2 separate regions of the Sus scrofa genome follow, and region 2 is linked to region 1. Evidence: chromatin contacts called from public Hi-C data. All regions are on one chromosome and are shown on one strand. The core of a region is the stretch at or near the end of the contact, and the rest is flanking DNA. Distances in the headings are between cores, read along the strand shown. Region 1 has its middle 120 kb from the start of LARP7. Region 2 holds the start of LARP7 (La ribonucleoprotein domain family member 7).

Evidence for each region. Hi-C and Micro-C count contacts between places; a contact is called where the count stands out from the background.
Region 2: a Hi-C map of brain shows a contact between it and region 1, with 7 times the contacts expected there. The contact joins the promoter of LARP7 here to the enhancer-like site in region 1. A contact is called at or near these places in 3 of 5 promoter capture datasets (fetal liver, fetal skeletal muscle and liver), 28 of 47 Hi-C or Micro-C datasets (alveolar macrophages, blood, brain and 14 more) and 2 of 2 datasets of contacts at active chromatin or transcription factors (alveolar macrophages and skeletal muscle).

Annotation. Positions count from the first base shown.
Region 1 is chr8:109,967,948-109,974,433 of Sscrofa11.1, reverse strand. No RefSeq gene overlaps it. Among named protein-coding and RNA genes, the nearest start is that of LARP7, 120 kb to the left of the region's middle. Within about 2 kb of position 4,228, at least 5 of the 83 cell types and tissues checked have an H3K27ac peak or open chromatin away from gene starts, as enhancers often do. A contact at or near this core is called in brain and epiblast stem cells, where this site is marked.
Region 2 is chr8:110,085,686-110,092,171 of Sscrofa11.1, reverse strand. LARP7 (La ribonucleoprotein domain family member 7) reads left to right here and starts at 2,383. Exons shown (of 15, transcript NM_001243815.2): 1 at 2,383-2,535. It overlaps ZGRF1 (protein ZGRF1), which reads right to left and starts at 2,252. Exons shown (of 26, transcript XM_021101668.1): 1 at 1,920-2,252.

The DNA.
Region 1 (6,486 bases), core at 2,979-5,478:
TAGAGGTGTAAAAAAAGGCATTGCATTAATCATGCATCTGAGTCCATTTAGTTGAATTTTTTTTTTTAATGACCCCTGCACATTTCATCAGTTATCATCATCTATAAAGTGATATCATTGGTGAGGGATATGTGAGGATTTCAAATTTCTGGTGGGAAAATGCCTTGATTGACTTTGCACTTAGGTAGTAAACAAGATCCATAAATATTAATGGCTAACATTTGCTTATGGACCTAAATGAACTTTGAAATTTGGGAGAACCCGTTACATTAAAAAAAAAAAAAAAATGGATGGAAAAGCATCAGCTGTTTACTCTAAAACTTCCCAAAGTCAGCTCTTCCCAACCCTGCTGTGCTTTGTGAGCCGCATGCTCTGCTATTGAATGGAGTCGCTGGATTGAAAACAATGACAGCAGTATTTTCTAGGACCACACCATCATGTTCGGGATGGTGCTGGATAATAAGGATGCACATTTTTGACAATAAGATTTATCATAGAACATCAGAGGTGTTCGTTCCACCATTAGTCAACTCTAGTCACCTTCTAACACGTTTTTCTTACGTCCATAATTTTTTACTTGGCAACTCAAGGAAGATGCCTCCCACCTCAAACTTTTTTGATTCCCTGGTGTTCATGAAAGAGAACCATTTAAACAGATCCATAGTAAATAAGCCTGTTTTCTTCCATGCAGTAGAGCATGGATACTATGAGGTTTTATTTTATCTGTAAGGGCATTCACTTTCTCTTGAAGGAAGTAGATACTGAAGGGATAAGCCTCAGTTAACTGAAGAGTAATTAATAGGAGGAGTCTGTGTTTATAGAAAGCCCCCAGAGCCCCCGGTCCCATTCCACAGAATCCGTGATGGAGCACATCACAGAAGACAAAGGGGAAGGGATAGCCCTTCAGACAGAAACTCACTAAGTAAGAAATATCCTCCTCTTTTTTTTTTTTTTCCAGAAAAATCACCCTTCAGACTTTTATGTACTCAGGTCTGGGTGAGTCATAACTGCAGACAGGAATCTCGGCACACAGCCTGTTAACCAGATTCATTCTTTGCTATCTAATACTACTTATTGTTTGCTATCTAATTACTGTTTACTGCTAATATAACAATTTGTATCTATTATATGCGTCTGTGGGCGAGGCGATTTTTCCAAAGCTCTTTCTGCCACCAGCCAGCACAGTCTTTCCAATCTCAGCAGATGGAACGAGACCTGTGCTCTGGGCCCAGGAGAAACCCCCAGGTGAGGCCTTGAGAGGCAGTGAGGTACACTATGAAGGAAAGGTCCCAGGGCTAGGGAAAAAATCCTGGAACCGAGGACAGAGGAAGGTGAGGCACCAAGCTCGTTGGGAGGTTATTGAGTACAGCATTGCTATGAAATGAAGGCAGTGGTGGGAAAGAGAGACCCAGCCAGGAGTGTTGCTTAGAAACGAGGGAAGGATGGCGTTCCCGTCGTGGCTCAGTGGTTAACGAATTCAACTAGGAACCATGAGGTTGTGTGTTCTATCCCTGGCCTTGCTCAGTGGGTTAAGGATCCGGCGTTGCTGTGAGCTGTGGTGTAAGTCGCAGACATGGCTTGGATCCCGCGTTGCTGTGGCTCTGGCGTAGGCTGGTAGCTACAGCTCCAATTTGACTCCTAGCCTGGGAACCTCCACATGCCGAGGGATTGGCCCTAGAAAAGGCAAAAAGACCAAAAAAAAAGAAAAAAAAGAGGGAAGGAGCAGCTGTGAGCACCTTCGAAGGCCAGGCCTAGAATGAACTAGAGGCACCTATTGCCCAAAAGTTAATAACCCAGAGAGCAAGTGTCTGTCTTGTTTCATTCTTTTCCCACATTTGAGTGGGGCGCTCACTTACACATGTAATCTAATGAGGTCAAGGATCCCAGAGTGAGGTTCCTAACAGTGTCCCGTATAGAACTCAGAAGACCGATGAATGCCCCGGCCCCCCCGCCTGATTTTGTCTTCCTATGAAACTAATTGGAGTTCCCTGGTGGCTCAGCAGGTTAAGGATCTGGTGTTGTCACTGCCGTGGTTCTGGTTACGGCTCTGGGGAGGGTGGGGGAGAAAAAAAAAAAGCCTACAATTTCTGGGAGTGTGTATCAGATTTTACCATGTATACAAGCAGTCTTGGCTTCGGGGTTTATCCTCAGGTAATAAGTCCTAAGAATTATAGCAGAAACACCAGAGCATACCCCAAACTTTATTTGCCCTATTTTTTTTTTTTTTTTTTTTTTTTTGATAGCAGGCTTCCTAGCTCTGCTGTAACATCCCTTTGTGAACCCTCAGCACATCCTCCACAAGAAAAGGTCCAAAACTTTGCCCCACTTCTTAAGTCCTTAACAACTCCCTTGGGATTCCTTATGCAGATGGACCTCACTTCCTACTTTGGAGATAAGATCTCTGCCATCTGGTGTAAGCTCCTTCCACACTTTAGGTATCTCAGGGTGCATTCCTGTCCCTACATTTTTGCTCAAGTTGTTTCCTTCACCAGCACCACCCCCACCTCCGCTTCTAATTCCATCCCTTCCCCCCTGCTACTTAATCCTTCTCATCCTTTGGGATCTAATCTAATCCATAACTCCTCTGCAAAGTTTTCCCTGATGTTTCCTGCCCACAATGATATCTGTCCTCTTTGAATTTCAATGAAGTCTGTCATAAAAAGTCTTAGAATGACTAAACTGGCAGCTCCTTAAGTCGCCTTCCAGTCTAACCTCATCGGTTTAGGTATTTGCCTAGTCCTTGAGCTAGTTAATGGCTGAGCCAGGACTAGACCTCTGTTTTCTCATTCCCAAGGCTGTGTTAGCTGCATCAGGATATGTTAAAAATTAAAGCCCAAGTGTTTCTTCTCTTACAGGGTGACTGACTCTGGTATATGGCATTCTAAGTACTGGCAGCTTTCCTCTGTCTTTGCAGGCATGGTCACATTTCATATTGCTACTTTTCCTTGGAGGAAGGGGCTGGCCTGGTTTGTGGGAGGCCGTTGGGTTTAGCAGGGAGAGCTTGAGACTGGAGAAACAAGGGATCTGGGTTGGGAGGACAGATATCAACTGGCTCTCAGAGAGCTGACGACTTCCTTCTTTGTTCTATTTCCATACCTTGAACAATCTTCTCTTATTGCTTGGGCCTTGACAAAACTGATTTCCAAGAGTTCACAGGTTCTTTCTTCCACTGGACTGTGACCAGCTTGAGGACAGGTCCATGAAGGCATCAATATCCTTTGCATGGCATAGTAATTCAACCCCAGTTAAAACTGGTTCACCTGCACTGAAGTTACAGCCTCTCTCTGGGCCCCAGTTTCCTTTTTGCCATAAAATAACACTTTTGCTTCTAATGATTTCTAAAATCCTTTTTAGTTCTAAATCTCTATAAGCAGACAAAAGCTTCTTGTAAATCAAAAGCAGAGGTAGCTGTCAACTTGTGGGCTGAGTTGGGTCCATGTTATGTTTTTGTTACATGTGTTTTGGGGGCTCAGTTATGTCAAAAATTATCAGTACCAAGTGGTAAAAGCCGTCACATCAACATATGGATTTCTAGGAGTTTCCTTCATGGCTCAGCGGTTAACTGAACCCGACTAGTGTCCATGAGGGTGTGGGTTTGATCCTTGGCCTCGCTCAGAGGGTTAAGGATCTGGTGTGGCTGTGGCTGTGGCTGGAGCTACAGCTCCGATGCCACCCCTCACCTGGGAACTTCCATATGCTGCAAGTGTGGCCCTGAAAAGCAAAAAACAAAACAAAACAAAACAAAGCAAACCCCAAACCACGAAAAACCTCAGATCACCAGATGTGCAAATCAAATGTACCATTTAAGATGTTTTTTTCAGGCTCACCTAGTTTATTATATAGATCTGCCTTTACTAATTTTTAGAATAAGTGTCTGTTTTAATTTTGAGCTAAAGTATACTGTTGTCCTTGTATTAAGTTTTGTTGGAAAAATAGCAATAGAGCCCTAGCCTCCATAAAATCATAGCCTCTTGAGAGTGGAAAGAGAAACTTGTACATAGTTTATAGCGAAACAAACTGAGATGCGGGAGGGCTTTTCTCTGCTATCTCTTTGACAATTTCATAGAGTTCAATCAATGACATTAAGTTCTTGTGTGTGAGAAGGTGCAAGGACCCTTCCAGCCCTTAACTGCTGACAGACCCGGCAGGTTGGGAGGAGGCATAAACAGAGAGGGGAGGTGCGAGGTAGTGTGAGGTGGAGGAGAGGGGGGTGGCTGTGTTAAAGCCACAAAGTGAAGACAAAAAGTGAGGGGGGTGCCGCAGTTCAAAAAGACTGGGAGCATAACAAGTAACCTACTGATGACTCAGAGGGCACTTACTGAGCATTATTTTCCCCCTCTGATTTGCAACCTTGCCTAGCCTTGCCAATCCTGGTAAATCTCTTTATTATTTCCTAACCATTGTGTTCGTAAGTTTTCTACATTATTTATCTAGGTAACATCATCTTCTTTATTAGGCGGTATTATTAAAGTGATTCATTATGTTTCCGGATGGGTTTTAAAAGGCAAGAAAATATCCTCTACTCCTTAATAAAAATAATAACTGTGAGTGGAAAATGTAGTCTGGGCAGGCAGAGTTCCTTTAATTAAGGGCCTTCCTTGCTGGGAGCTCAGCTAGCGCCTGCCTGAGTCAGGAATGCAAGATTGACGTCTGGCTAAGAAAGCCTTCACCAAGCGAAAATGGGATCCAGCGTCAAGCCAGTGCACAAAGGGGCTGGAAAAGAAAATAATCACTGGTGGTCTCGTTCTGTATTGCTGCGAAACTCTTTTTCTGTATTTCAAAGCCATGTCCAAGTATTTCTTGTAAACAGAGAGACCGTATTTTGTAAGATTATCAAGAAATTGATATTATTTATTCCCCGGTAATACACACGCACAAACCCATGCATTTTAAAATATGCCTGTACATAAATATCTCCATACAAATATACAAGAATCTGCCTAGAATTGCCTGGAAACAGAGACAAGTCTGGGATAGGAGGGACCTTTCCTCTTCATTCTATCCTTTTCTGCATTGTTTTCTTTACTGTGTACATGTAATGCAATGCAGCGTAAATGAAAAAGAATGAGTTTTTGTGAAAGTGGGGCTAGAGTGTTTTAAGTCAATCCCTGACTTGTCATTTCACCTTTTCCATCTGTGATTATGTCATTCTGCCATTCCCGTGTTACAATTTCTTCGTTAGCAGTTTAGCTTGGCGCTTTCCTTGAGTTGTCTTAATGGCAGTGACATTTCTTATCATGAACTTTCTAACGATATTAATGAGAATCTATGTTAATGCCCCACCATGTGTCAGGCACGGGTCCAAGCAATTTACGTGTATTAAGTCCCACAAACCCCAGGGAGATGGGATCTACTATCATCTGTGGTTTTATAGAGGAGGTAGTGGAAGAAGTAGAGCTAGGGTTGATAATAGATCACTTCTGAACAGTTCATCTTTTTCTTGGTGTTTTTCATCACCTTACTAAGTAATCCACAGTTTACCGGTGTTTTGCCTGCTAGGTTTCAGGGTGAATCGTATTTTTGTGTCTGTAGCCGTCTTGTCATAACACAGGAGTAGAGTCTGTGGACTGAGAAATGGTCTGTGTGGTGAAAGACAGACATTTAAAGGGCTTTATAATTTTGGGTTAGTAATGGTAGGAAAAGAAAACGTTTTCCTTGACCCTCGTCGGGTTCCTGGCTGGGTCTGAAAAAAATGAGACCGACATGACAGATTATAGGAGAAAGTATACAAATGTATTTAATGTCTTAGATGACATAGGAGCCTTTTTAAGGAAAGATCTGTAGAGGTTAAACCTGGGTGTCTTTATTTTTTGAGATCTCACTGTATTGATTCAGTAAAATCTAGATTGCTTGTTTAAAAACAAAAACAAAACCCAAAACACCTGAGTGTCTTTATGCTCAGTGGATAAGGGGAAACTTAGCGAGGCCTGTCCATTCAGTTTCCTCTCTGTGCTCTTTTCTCTTTGGAGATGGGGCGCCCCTTTCCTCTGGCTGTAGGGGAGGCATCTCTCACAGGAGGAATTTAAGGGGAAGGTTAGAAAGTTCTCAGATTCCTTCAGCTTAGAAGGTTTAATAAGTCAAAGTGCCACATTTTGCATATCGGGTCCCGATTATGAACGTTGTCACAATCCTGCCAAAGATGCCGTGTTTTAGGTGTGTGGCTCTGCATCACATACACATTTTAACCTTATGTTAGAAAAATAGACGATAAATTTTATTCATCGTCTATTTTGGATTCGAAGTGCCTAACTATATTTTAGTCTCTGTTCAGTTTTGAATGGCATTCCTTCCAAATTTGTTTTTCAATTTATGATTTTCAGAAAACAATAGAATGGATTAGATCTACTAAAAACCATCCGAACAGTCTTTACAAGGCAGCAAATCTTCCTAATTACCAAACTTGAATTGCTAGTTTCTTTACCTTCCTAGGAATTAGTATCAGACAATAAGAACAAAGGTGGAGGTTGCATAAAAGTCAGAGAAGTC
Region 2 (6,486 bases), core at 1,134-3,633, 120 kb before region 1:
CCCTAAAAAGCAAAAAAAAAAGAAACCCAAAAATAAAACAAAACAAAACTCCTATATCCTATACCCCTCCCCTCCAGCCCACAGGATTGCTAGATGCCTAATGAATGTCAAGAAGATAATGGAGAGATCCAGAGAAACATATTCACTCACTGCTGCTTATACAGCACCATATCTCTAGCCACAGAATAAGTTAGATATCCTATACACATAGATGAGACTACATGGTGTCAACATAATATTTGGCATGCGGCAGTTATTAACATTAGATCTCTTTAATAATAATAGTTATTACTTATTCAGCGCAATTATATGCTAGATACTGTTAAAATGCTTAAAATGTTCATACCTTATGGTATAGATATTTTAGTATTGATTTTACAAAAAGAAAACTGAGATATATAACAGATGAATAACTTGCCTAAGACCATAAAGTAAATAAATGGCAGATTCAGAATTCAAAACTAAGTAGTCTAAATTTTGGAGCTCACATTTGCATATGACTATTTACCTAATACCTACTGTGTCAGGCAGGAATGGGACTAGATACTTTATATATAATATTTATCAGTCTCATAACCCTGAATAGTAGTTATTATCATCACAATTTACAGATTAGGAATCCAGTATTTACTAATTTAGGATTACTTTTAGGCTGTCTAGGAATTACAAAATAAATTCCCCCATTGTTTTCCTAAATTAGAAATATTATACGTGAGATTTAAATTTAAAAGGAACTGAGAAGGAGTTCCCGTGGTGGCTCAGTGGTTAACAAATCTGACTAGCATCCTTGAGGTCTCAGTTCTATCCCTGGCCTTGCTGAGTGGGTTAAGGATCCTGTGTTGCCCTGGGCAGTGGTGTAGGTTGTAGACTTGGCTTGGATCCTGTGTTGCTATGGCTGTGGCTTAGGACAGCTGCTACAGCTCTGATTCAGCCCCTAGCCTGGGAACCTCCATATGCCGTGGATGAGGCCCTAAAAAGAAAAGAAAACAAAAAAAAAAAGGAACTGAGAAGGTCCAAAGATTCATAAATGGAAAATTAAGATTATAGGATTAGCAGTTTTCGTTGTGGCTCAGCAGATTAAGAACCTGACCTTGTCTCAATGAGGATGCTGGATTCCATCCCTGGACTCACTCAGTGGGTTGCAACCTGCAGAGTACGTCGCAGATGTGGCTCAGATCCGGTGTTGCCCTGGCTCTGGATAGGCTCCAGCTGCAACTCCGATTCATTCAACTCCTAGTCCAGGAACTTCCATAGGCTGCAGGTGTGCTGGAAAAAGAAAAAAATTATAGGATTAAACCTTAAAAAAAAATCTAACTTGATCTTAAAATACTTAAGAGGTGTATTTGCCACAGTCAAAAGTGAGTCAATAGGAAAAATGTTTTCAGCCAGCAGCATCATATATATGAGATGCAAAGATAAAAATGCTGAAAATCTTCATCTCTCCTCATCTGTGAAACAATTCAAATGTTGACATATCTATAATGGGTGAAAACTTCATGTTCAAAAAGTTTTTGGCATAGAGACCCCAGATGTTCTGTGATAATTACATAAGTACAAAAATGCGTATCTTCATACATATACATAAGGTGTTACGCTGTTTCATTGATATATATATATATATATATTCAGTGTTTTCACTAAAAAATGAACTATTCTTTTGCTAAGTTTGACGAGATGTTTTTGGTCCTGTTGTTTTGGAACAGGCCGGATCTTTCGAATCCCTAAATAGTTCACAGATGTAAGAGTTTAAGAGTCACGAATCATATACCCTGTTAAGAAACCACCCTGTGCAGATAAGTAAAAGCCCATATTTCATTTGAGAACACTAATTACCATAATCCTGTGTAACCAAATGACAATGGAGAATTGACCCTTCGTCAGTCCTAAAAAGAAACAGCAAAACCGTCTTTGGTTCTCACATGTATGCGGGAACTGCAAAGCAGAGATTGGAGAAGGCGAGGAAGACGGGGCACCAATTATTGCAAGTTGTTCGACCAAGCTGTGAGCCAATCCTGTTCCACACGGTATCCTTATCGTCCGCTTCTGGCGGAGCAAACTTCTTCGTCCAGTCGCGCCAAAATCAGCGACACCGCCTCTCGCCTCTTACTCCCCAGAAACCCCGGGAAACAGCTCATTTCACCCGGCCATTGCACAAAATCCACTTTCGAATCTCTCCCGCGAAAAGCCCTTGACGTCATCAACTCGCGACCACACCAAATCAAGACCCACTATTTAGCCCGCCCACCACTGCCCCAACCAGAACTGCCGTTTTCAAACCGCCAATCAAATTCTTTGCTGGATGCGAGCCTCTGAGGCGGCCGCGATCTCCGAGGCCCCGCCCCCATGCCGAGCCAGCCCACGCCTGTGACGTCTACGACGGACGCACAGCCTCTGGGCCTGTCTTTTCCGAGGCGTAGCGAAGGACGGTGTCGCTCATCCTATGACGCGGAAACAACCACGACTCTAAGGATCGGGAGACGGGAAGGATTGAAGGACGCAGTCTCTGGCCCTACTCTATTTTGGGAATTGGACGGAGTAAGTTCTAAGTGGACTATGGGGTTGCCCTGGCTAGGTGAGATCTAAAGTCCTCAGTGCTTTTTCATGCAGTCCATTCTATCATCTGTCGTCCTTCTCGCCCTGCCCCCTCCCACGAGTCCATCACTTCGCCTGTCCTAGTTCTCTCTGCGCACGCGCAAAAGTCCTCTGGCAGTCTTTGTAGTTCCAATCCTCAGTGGTTGGGGGCGCTTGTTGTCCGATGTTGGCAGGTTTAGGGCAGCCCCGCATTTTCTGCTTCCACGCGGAAGGACGAGAGGGTAAATAGCTTTGCTTCGCAGGTTTGCCTTTTGGTGGCAGGAGGCTAACGAATGTGAGAGTTTGTAATTTAAAATTAAGTCATTTTCTCGTTTAGAACTTTGCGCCTTGTCATTCGAAGAACTAAAAGTCCAATTAGGGAAAAGAGCCAACAAGTAAGAACTAAATAGTGTATGAGTGCACTAATAAATACGTAAGGGAAAATAGATGAGGCCATTAATTAGGGAACACGTGGTAGTGGAAAGCTGCAGAGAGTAAAATGCCATTTAACCTGAGCTTTAAAAATTGAATAGGAGTTTATAAAGCAAGGAAGATGAGAAGACTCATTTAAAGCAAAGGCATGGAGACAAAGTGTGTGGGTATCGCTAAATAGTCAACTGTGACTAGTGTTTCTTAACCTTTATGGCATCCATTTACTTGTTAAAAAAATCTGTCGTTGATGGGGGAAAAAAATGTAATGTATACATGTAAGGATAACTTGATCCCCTTGCTGTACAGTGGGAAAAAAAAAAAAAATCTATCATTGAGCCTCCCAGGAAAATGCATGTATATATTAAACCATTTTGCTATAATTTTTTTGAAAGAAAAGGTGTGAAAGACATTGAAGTGGCCAAGAAAAAAATAAAACTAGATGTCTTGTCTAGCTTACTCTTCCAGGTTATCTCTGTCTTTCATTGTCACTTAATTTGTACAAGAGTCATAATTTTACCTTTTCATTAAAATTTATCTTTTAAAATTTTCCTGGGATTCACAAGAAATCTTAAAACCCACCTCAAATTCCATAGACTGCAGATTAAGAGTTCCTGAGTCAGAGCATTGACTGCATGGTGACAGGTTGCAAGAGTTTCTACTAAAAGGTAGGCAGTGTGGAAGTCAAGCATACCTGAGCTTGCTTACTTACCTAGCTTTAGCCAAGTTACTTAACCTTTGAACCTTCATATAAAGGAGTTAAAAGAAACAACCCAAAGGGGTTGTGAGGATTAAAACCCTGTATGTAAAGTAACGGCATTGTTACACAGTAACTTTTATTCTTTGCTAAAGCCCATGAAGTCCCTTGGTTTATTTAACAGTTTTTTTTAAATATATATATGTATATATTCAGTTATAAGAAGATGCTAAGGAATTTCTAATGTTGAAAGTTTTAACATCAGGATCACAAAATTAGATCTGTTTTAGACATGTTACACAGCTTCTGTGAAGAATGGATGACTTCTAGAACAATTTATAAACTGTTTCTATTATGGGGACAGTAGTTGTGGAAAACGTTAGATGGAGCTAAAAGGCCTTTCGCAGGTTGAATTGGTAGGACTTAATGACAGATTGGCAAATGATAAAATGATAATAATGGTTCCAAATTACTGAGTGTGCACTATATAGCAGCCATGTTTAGTGTTTTATTTACATTATTTTGATGAATTCTTACAACAAGCTATTAGGTAGGTCTAATTTTAATAAACATTTTATAGACCTCAGAAAGATGAGGTAATTTGCTCAAGATCCATACAGCTAGTAAATAGCTTGATTGGCTAAGTAGAATATGTCATCCTTAAATAAAGTGAGGATGGTGAGAACAGACATGGGTAGGAAAAATAAAAGTTTGATTTGAAATGTATGGGTGACAGTAGACACATTTGTTACCATTCATAAGACATTGAGAAAGTAAACTGAAGATAAAAATTATAGCAGAAGTGCTTCCGTGTACTTCCTGATCTTCCGCAGCTATTGTGTAGGGAAGCTAACTTGTCCTATAGCTTGTTATTTTCTATTTGATGCATGTCTTCCTCTAAAATGAAGGTATATTTGGTAATCTACAGAATATATGTTTAAGATCGAAAATTACAGATAAGTGTTATTCATAGCAGGCAAGATTTTCTGAACTTAATTCTTCAAGCCACCAAAAAATCCTTAGGAAAAGGAAAGGAGACTATTTATGCTGAGATGTGAGAATGATCAGAAAAATCTAATTTCTGGGAGAATTGTGATTTTTGTGCTTATGCAGTTCTGTCCACTATTTTCTTAGATGATGGCTTTGACAATGAAAAGAATTAGAGAGCTGCTAACCTGCCCTTTATAATTTGTAGTTTTTCAGAAGGGAAAGTTAGATCCTGCTGTAGTGACAATCAGAGCTACATTTGTATCTTCTTTATAATCCCATAATGCTGCCTCTTTACAAAATAACTTGAAATGCTTGACACTTTACAGTTTATTAGATCCTTTTAGATTTTAACCAACAAATGCTGAGGTTGTGATCAAGCTGGAGTCCCTGCATTCACAGTATTTATATTCTAGTGAGGCAGATGAGCAATAAAATTATAATTCCAGGTAGGGATGAAAGCATGTAAGTATAGAAAGTGGTGACCTAGAGGGTGTGTGGGGTTAAGGTTGGCAGGAAGGGGTATTTTAGACTGGGTGAAAGAGAAAGCCCCTATGAGGAAGTGACAATCGGTAGTTCTTGTTGTGGCTGAGTGGTAACGAACCAGACTGATATCTTACATGAGGATGCTGGTTCTATCCCTGGCCCTGCTCGGTGGGTTAAGGATCTAGTATTGCCATGAGTTGCCATGTAGGCCATAGACGTAGCTCGTATCCTGTGTTGCTGTGGCTGTGGGGTAGGCTGGCAGCTGCAGCTCCAAATCAACCCCTAGCTGGGGAACTTCCATATGCTGTGGGTGCAGCCCTAAAAAAAGAAAAGAAAAAGAAATAGAAAATGAGTGACATTTGCAGAGACCTGAAGAACAAGGAAGTTATCCTTACAGGTGTGACAGGGAGGCTAGGGAGCAGCAGGAGCAAAAGCCTTGCAATGGGAATGGCCTTACTTAGCATGTTGAAGGTGGTTTGTTGTGGTTGAAATGAGCCCAACTGGAAGAAGATGTAAGTGATGAAGGACATTAGAGCGAGATCACCTGGCCAGATGGAATAAGGCCTGTAGGCCACGGTAAGAATTTCGGATTTTTTTTTCTTTTCTTTTTAGGTCTGCACCTGCGGCATATGGAAGTTCCCAGGCTGTGAGTCAAATCCCAGCAGCATCTGCAACTTATGCCGCAGTTTCCAGCAACGGCGGATCCTTAACCCACTGGGAGAAGCCAGGGATCTAACCCAGATCTTCATGGACACTGCGTCGGGTTCTTAACCCGATAAGCCATGGCAGGAACTCCAGAATTTTGGATTTTATTCCGAATATGGTAAGAAACCTGGGGAGGATTTTGTTCAAGAGAGTGATATTTTGTTTACCTGTTTAAATGATTATTCTGGCTGCTACCTGGAAACTTGACAATAATGGAAGAAAAGTATCAGCCAGCACGTATTAGGGTGTGTTTATGGAAGTTAACGCAGGATTTGGTGATGGTTTGGAGCAGGTGATTGTTATGGAAGAAATGAAGATGTACACCCTTCGTGTTCAGGATGTAAAGGTACAGCTAACAGAAATACTAATGGGAGTTCCCATTGTGGCACAGTGGTTAACGAATCCGACTAGGAACCATGAGGTTGCGGGTTCGATCCCTGCCCTTGCTCAGTGGGTTAAAGATCCAGCGTTGCTGTGAGCTGTGGTGAAGGTTGCAGACGCAGCTCGGATCCTGTGTTGCTGTGGCTCTGGCGTAGGCCGGTGGCTCCAGCTCCGATACAACCCCTAGCCTGGGAACTTCCATATGCTGCTGGAGCGGCCCAAGAAATAGC